Regions from separate parts of the Pan troglodytes genome. Here region 2 is linked to region 1. The links are chromatin contacts, called in public Hi-C maps. All regions are on one chromosome and are shown on one strand. The core of a region is the stretch at or near the end of the contact, and the rest is flanking DNA. Distances in the headings are between cores, read along the strand shown. Region 1 holds the start of RIOK2 (RIO kinase 2). Region 2 holds the start of RGMB (repulsive guidance molecule BMP co-receptor b).

What was found. Hi-C and Micro-C count contacts between places; a contact is called where the count stands out from the background.
Region 2: a Hi-C map of stem cell-derived neural progenitor cells shows a contact between it and region 1, with 6 times the contacts expected there. The contact joins the promoter of RGMB here to the promoter of RIOK2 in region 1. A contact is called at or near these places in 2 of 7 Hi-C or Micro-C datasets (blood and stem cell-derived neural progenitor cells).

Annotation. Positions count from the first base shown.
Region 1 is chr4:94,856,606-94,860,032 of NHGRI_mPanTro3-v2.0_pri, reverse strand. It overlaps RIOK2 (RIO kinase 2), which reads left to right and starts at 1,691. Exons shown (of 10, transcript XM_009449398.5): 1 at 1,691-2,322. The coding sequence starts at 2,257. LOC134810088 (a long non-coding RNA gene) reads right to left here and starts at 1,621. Exons shown (of 10, transcript XR_010157274.1): 1 at 1,532-1,621.
Region 2 is chr4:96,444,369-96,448,185 of NHGRI_mPanTro3-v2.0_pri, reverse strand. RGMB (repulsive guidance molecule BMP co-receptor b) reads right to left here and starts at 1,367. Exons shown (of 5, transcript XM_517848.9): 1 at 1,284-1,367; 2 at 236-311. The coding sequence starts at 240. LOC107974787 (a long non-coding RNA gene) reads left to right here. Exons shown (of 3, transcript XR_008548037.2): 2 at 1-76; 3 at 656-1,291.

The DNA.
Region 1 (3,427 bases), core at 442-2,941:
CAATAGCAATTCTAGTCAATTCCACTCAGTTAATGGTGGCTGTCTGAGGCAATGTTGAGAAATAATGTAAGAATTGCACCATAATAGATTAGGAACATTTGCTAAAGTGCTGGATTCGGAGTAGAAACATAAATGGCTTGTTTCCCATTCCATTCTTGCTCTAGAAGTTAGTTATTTGCATACAAATGGCCAACAGGTACATGAAAAATTGCTCAACATCACTAAGTATATAAGAAATGAAAATCAAAGCCATAATGAGATATTATCTTACCCCAGTCCAAATGGCTACTGTTAAAAAGACAAAAAATAATGGATGTTGGTGAAGATGCGGAGAAAAGAGAACTCTTATACACTGTTGATGAGAATGTAAATTAGTACAGCCACTGTGGAAAAGTATATGGAGATTTCTCAGAAAATTAAAAATAGAATTATTCAATCCAGCAATCCCACTATTGGGTATCTACCCAAAGGAAAGAAATCAGTATATCAAAGGGATACCTACACTTGCATGTTTATCGCAGCACTATTCACAATAGCAAAGCTATGGAATCAACCTAAGTGTCCATCAACAGATGAATGGATAAAGAAAATGTGGTATATATACACAATGGAGTACTATTCAGACATAAAAAATGAAATCTTGCCATTTGCAGTAACATGGATGGAGCTGGAGGTCATTATCTTAAGGGAAATAAGCCAGGAACAAAAAGACAAATATCACATGCTCTTACTTATATGTGGAAGCTAAAAAATTTGATCACATGAAGGTAGAGAGTGGAAAGACAGATAACAGACTGGGAAAGATGAGGGGAGTGGGAACAGGATGAAGAGAGTAGGTTAAAGGTTACAAACATGGAGTCAGATAGAAGGAATATATTCACTGTTTGATAGTAGAGTAGGGTAACTATAGTTAGACAAAAATATATTGTATTTGGATGATAGACACCCTAAATACTTGTAATAAAATTTCTCACGTACCCCATGAATTTGTACAAATAAAGTTAGTCACTTGGTTTTTTAAAAAACTTTTCGCCCAGGCGCGGTGGCTCATGCCTGTAATCCCAGCACTTTGGGAGACTGAGGGGGGCGGATCACCTGAGGCCAGGAGTTTGAAACCAGTCTGGTCAACAGGGCGAAACCCCATCTCTACTAAAAATAAAAATATTAGCAGGGCGTGGTGGTGTGAGCCTATAATCCCAGCTACTTAGGAGGCTGAGGGAGAAGAATTCCTTGAACCTAGAGGGCAGAGGTTGCAGTGAGCCAAGATCGCGCCCCTGTACTTCAGTCTGGGTGACAGAGCCGGGCTCTGTCTCAAAAATAAAAAAATAATTCATTTCTATGCCTTCTTATGTAAGTACAGAAAGAAAAATTCCGTTTAAATGGAGATGTTCATTGGTTGAATATGGTTAATCAAAGACATGCTGCATTCAAGTAAAAAGCAGACAAAGGCTTGAATATCGAGGAGTTGCAGAGCCAGTATGGGTAACTATTCTAAAATCCTTAAATTGCTCCTGGGCCCTCGAAGTCCTACCCGCGTAGGTCAGCCCGAACTATCAAAATCCCCACTTCCTCTGGAGGTAAGGACGTCCGCCGCACTCTCCACGTGTCACCTTAAACTCCTACCCCAAGCAGCGCAGGCGCACTTCGAAGCCTCCCAGACCAACTTAAGAGAAGTACTGAGCAAGCGCATGAGTTCCATTAACCACGCCCTCCGGAGCTGCCGGAGCAGGCGCAATTAGAAGTAGAGGGCGTGCTTGTGTGATTACAGTCCACTTTACCTTTAACAGATTTGGTTGTCTGGACTCTAGCTCAGATTCTTTTACCCCTGTCTTGTTGGAAGTCACTTTGCCTAGAGTAGAAGTTGTTTGCGGGAAAAATTTGCTCCTCCCATTAAGTAACCACTTTGCTCTCTGAGGCGGAACGTGTCATTGAGGCAGCAAGTCCTGACAGATATGGAAAAAAAATGGCACATTGTAGAGAATATCTACACTCCGCCAACTCAGTCACAACGCAAAAATTACACAAAAATAAAACGTTCACTTGTTACATACTATGTGCTTCATAAAACATACAAGTAGTTTTATTTTCCTATATCAATGAGAACAGCACTTCTGTCTATTAACAAGGACCTATACTAAGACGCAGCGCGTGCGCGAGCCATCTGGCGCTGTAAAGCGCTTAGAGGCCGGAATAACGACCTGCCTTACGCTTTGCGGCTGTCGTGGGAGAGGCATCTGGGTTCGGACTGGGGCCGCCATGGGTAAGGTGAATGTGGCCAAGTTGCGTTACATGAGCCGAGATGACTTCAGGGTCTTGATCGCGGTAAGAAACCCGCCGTTCCTGCTCTCCCTTCCCCTTACCACTGTGTGACCTCTTCCTGTTCCTGCAAGTTTTCTGGGATCTGAGCAGGCACGCTCTGGGACCCGGGACGTGGCAGAAGCTGGGAATGGAGAAGAGAGCATTCAGAAAGTCGGATTTTTAAAAAGGTTTTGTTTGGGAGCTTACCTTCCCCCAGATAGAGCAAAGGTCCCGTCTTCTAATAATTGTTTTCTTTTCTGCTGCTATTCGCTTTGCGCTGAAGAGAAACGCTTGCATCTCTGTGGCCTGGAAACTTCTCTGATCCTGAGCTTCCGACCAGCTGTGAAAGGTTTAAGCTCCCCCCTCCTGAGATTTGATAATATTGACTTCCCTACTAACAGACTCAGTCGCATAGCAGTCTTTCTGATTCATTCAGTCAACACATATTTATTTGTCGGGTTTTTAGTAGCAACATTAGGAGGTTCACTTGTTCAAACAGACAAGTGGAGAGGGAGACACAGATCATCAAGTAAACGAAAAATAGGATAATGGATAAATGCTATGAAAATGATAAAGGATAATGGCATAGAAAGTATATGTATCTGGTGGAGAGGAGGGGCACAAGTTATTGGCCTTTGGTAGACAATGAATAAATATTCACTAAATGAAAGAATGAATGGGGGAATAATAGGAGCTGTGTGAGAAGGAGACAGCCCAGTGAAGTCCTTGGAAAGAGTTGGAGGCAGAGGAAACAGCAGTAGTAAGTGCAAAGGCCTTGAGACAGAAAAGTCTTTGAAGAGAGGAAAGGCCAACGTAATGTGGCTGGAGCAAAGTGAGATGCACACTTATGGTTGGAGATGTAGCGGAAAAGGTGAGAAATTATGTACTACAGAGCCTTGGAGGTTTGGTAAAGAATGTGGGGGTAACCACTCAATGTTTTTAATCAGGGGAGTAACAAAATCTGATTTTATGGCCTCAGTCTTATGGCACAGAAATTAATATATAGATCAAGACATTTGTACAGTAAAGCAGTACATTTATTTAGGAGCCGTTATCTTTTGGTAAGGAGTGAACCCCATGATAAGGACTACCTATATTGTGTAATTATGTAATAGGATATGCGATGTGA
Region 2 (3,817 bases), core at 118-2,617, 1.6 Mb before region 1:
CTCCCCGGCCACTGTGTACCCAAAGCAGCGGCTGAAATAGCCCGGAGTCCAACAGCTCAGCGTCAAGCAGCTCGTGGTTTGTACTTACATCATTTTTTTTTTCAGAGCAGGAGTGAAAGTTTATTAAAAAGCGTTAGAACAGTAAGGAAAGGAAAGGAAAGGAGAGAAAATAAGGAAAGTACAACTTGGAAGAGGGCCAAGCGGGCGACTTGAGAAATCGAGTGCCTGTACTTACATCATTCTTAACCCTTTCGCTCCTGGAGAGGGCTCAGCGGGATCAGGGGGCCCCTGAACTTCGGAACACGCAGGACCTGGGTGTGAGAGAAGAGTCCCAGAGCTTGGCGTGAGCAATGCACTCGCGGAGGGAGAGAGCCCGGGGCTTGCGGGGGGCTCATCACTCGCTCGTAGACAACGGGCCCCCGCAATCCCTGCGGGCTCCGCCGCTGCTCTCACCGCTCAAAACGGCAGGTGCAAAAAGCATTTGGGAGCCGCTTGCCAGCGCGCGGAGGTAATGCGCTTCCTGTCCATTTATCTCAGGAAACCAGTGCAGCCTTCCCTTCGAAACAAAATTAACCTCTCATTAGCCAGCCACTCGCTCCCAAGAAGGCCTTAAAAGCTTTACCAGCTCGCTAATGTATTTAGGCTTTTCTTCCAGGCAAACGCAGCCGCCGGTCTTGACTGCCATCACCCAAGGGGTTCCTCTGGGCTCTCCCGCGAGCCAACAGCCGACCTCTCTCCAGCCTAGTCTGGGAAACTCCAGCCAACCCAGGATCCCATTTTGTAGTCCCGGGCAGACCCGAAACCCCTGAAAGAACTCCACTCCAGAAGACGCCAGAACAAGTTCCCACGAATTTCATGGGCGCCCTTCACATGAAAACCTCAGCTCCCCTATCCTCAAGGAACGGGGAAGGGCGCCGGGGAGGGACTTCGGTGGCCAGCTGTCCCTGGGTCGTGGGCGCTGTTTGCTCTGCGGAGCGCCAGCCCTGCACACAGCGGGTGCGGGAAGCGTTGATGGGAGGCTGGAGGGCGGGGTGAGCGTAAACTAGGATCTAGCCGGTTCCAGGCGTGGAGAATCAAATGTGGTCCTAGATCTGTAAGTTGCGAAAAGGGGCTTTTGGGAGCGTCAGAGCTTTCTCACTCCGGCCCCCCGCCGCCTTGAGGCTGGCAGATTTATACCACACAGGTGGATGGAGACCTAAACAAAACAGTCCCTGCCGCTGCCTGCCGCTCGCCCCCCACGTCCCCCGGGCCCACCGCAAACTTCAACAAAATAAACAACTCACCACAGGCATTCCCTTGTCTGCAGCGCGACGCTTGCCAGCTGGGAAAATAAGCCGCAAGCCACGCGGCCGAGGCGCGGAGGGAAGGCAGCGCGGCGCCCGCCCCTCTCCCCCAGGTGGGGGGCAGCGGGACTCGGGGCGGGAGGGAGGCTCCGCCTCGGGGGCCGCTCTCCCAGTTCTCCGACTCCGGAATGAGCTCTGGGAGAGGATCTGCGCCCTTCCAGCTAGCCCGATTTCTCCGCCATCCAGGGGAGAGGGCGGGGAGCCAAATCCCTCAGCCCCCCGCACCCCAGCAGCTTCCTCCAGGCAGCTTTCTCCCCAGTCAGCCTCAAATAGAGGTGAACAGAGACCCTCCCCTCCCCCTAGCAACCCCTCTATCGCCACACTGCCCCCTGCCGGCGCTACCCGGCTCATTCCGGCCCTGCGGACGGCTGGGGGCGTAGGGGCGCCGCAGACCCCCGCGTCCAGGTCCTGGATCAGTTCTCTCTTCGCCTTCCCCCCACCACACTCAATCTTGCACAAAGACGCCTTTCACGCCGCCAGCGCCACCCTCCGCGCCACCCTCCGCGCCGCCCTCCGGGCCGGCGGCGCTGCCTTCGCCCACCCGCGGCACCAGCCGATTCCTGGTGGGCGATTGTGCCACTCGTCGCCAGGCAGGGCGGCAGCGGACGCGTGCGGGCTGTTCCCACTCCGCGCCCCGGCCAAGGCGCCAGATGCGCTGCCCCCCCGCCACGTTCTCTAGCTGCCCGCCGGCAGCCGCAGAATGCACCCCTTTCTCTCCGTAAATGATCCTTAAGGGTCTTCCAAGTGTTTCTAAAATGGGTACAGTGGCGGGAATGGTCCGCTGGACTTTCGCCGAAATAAGGAATCCAGCGATCTTACCTGACCACCTAAGGTGCCAGTGTGCCTTTACAGCTTAAGAAAGCCAAAGATAAAGATTTGGAAATAAAGAGGGGAGAGAGGGTTTAAAGAGACACCTAAGGCCCAGAGCAAGTGTGTTACAAAGAATGAGCCCATGAAATGTTCGAGGGAGGACGGTCGCTTCGATCAGCGTGGAAGGCGTGGAGGGCAAGAAGAAAGCGATTAACTTTCTACCTTACATTGATCTTCCAAAGTAGAAAAACAAACAAACAAAAAACATCCCAGATACTCAGCGGCAGCTAATCGGCGCGTTCAACGCCTGGAACTAGCGGGCTACTTCTCTTAGTCAAGTCAAATGCTCAAGTATCCTGACTCAGGGAGGTCACTTCTTGCCTCCTTAGGCAAGAATCTACGACCCTCTCCAGCTTTGCTTTGCTTTCTCCTCCCCAACCCCTCCTTACAGTTTCTCCGGCTAACGCTAGAGGCAGCATAGGGCAGTATAAAGAGGACGAGTGGGAATCCACAGAGGAAGGTCTAGTCCTGACTTTCTGGGTCTGGGCTTTAGGCAACTGATTTAACGTCTTTGGACCTTGGGGTCACTATCAAGAAAGGATGTGTAAGAGGCAATAATTAGTAAAATTTACATATCCTTCTCTTTCTTAAATTCGATGACAATGAACGCCCTTCCTCCAAACCTCTGCAGGTTCCTCCTTAGTATTTTTTCACCTTGCTTTATCTTCTCCAAGTGCCAGTCAAATGGAAAAAAAAATACTGAGATTGTTTCAAGGTAAATGTAAGACACATTGAAACATACCCTTTTGCATCTGAGAATTTAAAAAGAAGAAGAAGAAAAAAAAACCCAACTCAGCTCCTGGTTCACAAAAGCAAGGAATTTTAATGTCCCCACTTGTTTTGCTTTTGAAAAGCCACTCCAGCAGTCAGCAAAGCACAGCTTTGATTTAGAAACTAAAGGCTAGTCTCTTGTGTTTTTCTTTTCCCTTCCACCAACACAAAGACAAGCTGCAGCATAAAATAATGATGAACAAGAGTTCAAAGCAAGCCCAGTGAGCCAGCCCAGAGGATGTTTTTTAATGCAGCCCCAGTCCTTCCTCCCTCTCCTGCTAAGCTGAACGGTACATAAATAGCAGGCACAAGCTGCCAGAATTCCCTGTCTCCTCCACTCCTTTCCCATAAATATTGCTCAGTGGAACCTGGATGCTAACTTGTCAATCATCACATAAATACATTCATCAAATCATACGTTTAATTTTTCTTTAGTTTCATAATATTTTTCATGATTTTCAATTCACCACCCACTTTGGAAACTTGAACATTAGTTCTCCCTCTGGGTAAGCTTGTCTGTTTTCTGAGAACTTTCTATGCAACTAAGGCAAAAAAGGGTAAAATCTCATAATGAAGCACTAACTTTTAAATTACAAATCTCTTGCTTCAATTTCAACAACAGAATTTTAGAATGGCTTGGCTTTCATACAATGCACACTGTTAAAAGTTATCTATTAAAGAGGATTCTTAAGTATCCCTTTGGGATACTTTTTTGGGAAAAAAAGTTTCCTTAAACAATAGTGGTGGCAAAATATTGTGAGCTTGTCTAATTCTGTTGCTTTCATTTTTTTTTTTAAGTTATATTTTAGGCTCAGTATGATGGCTCACACCTG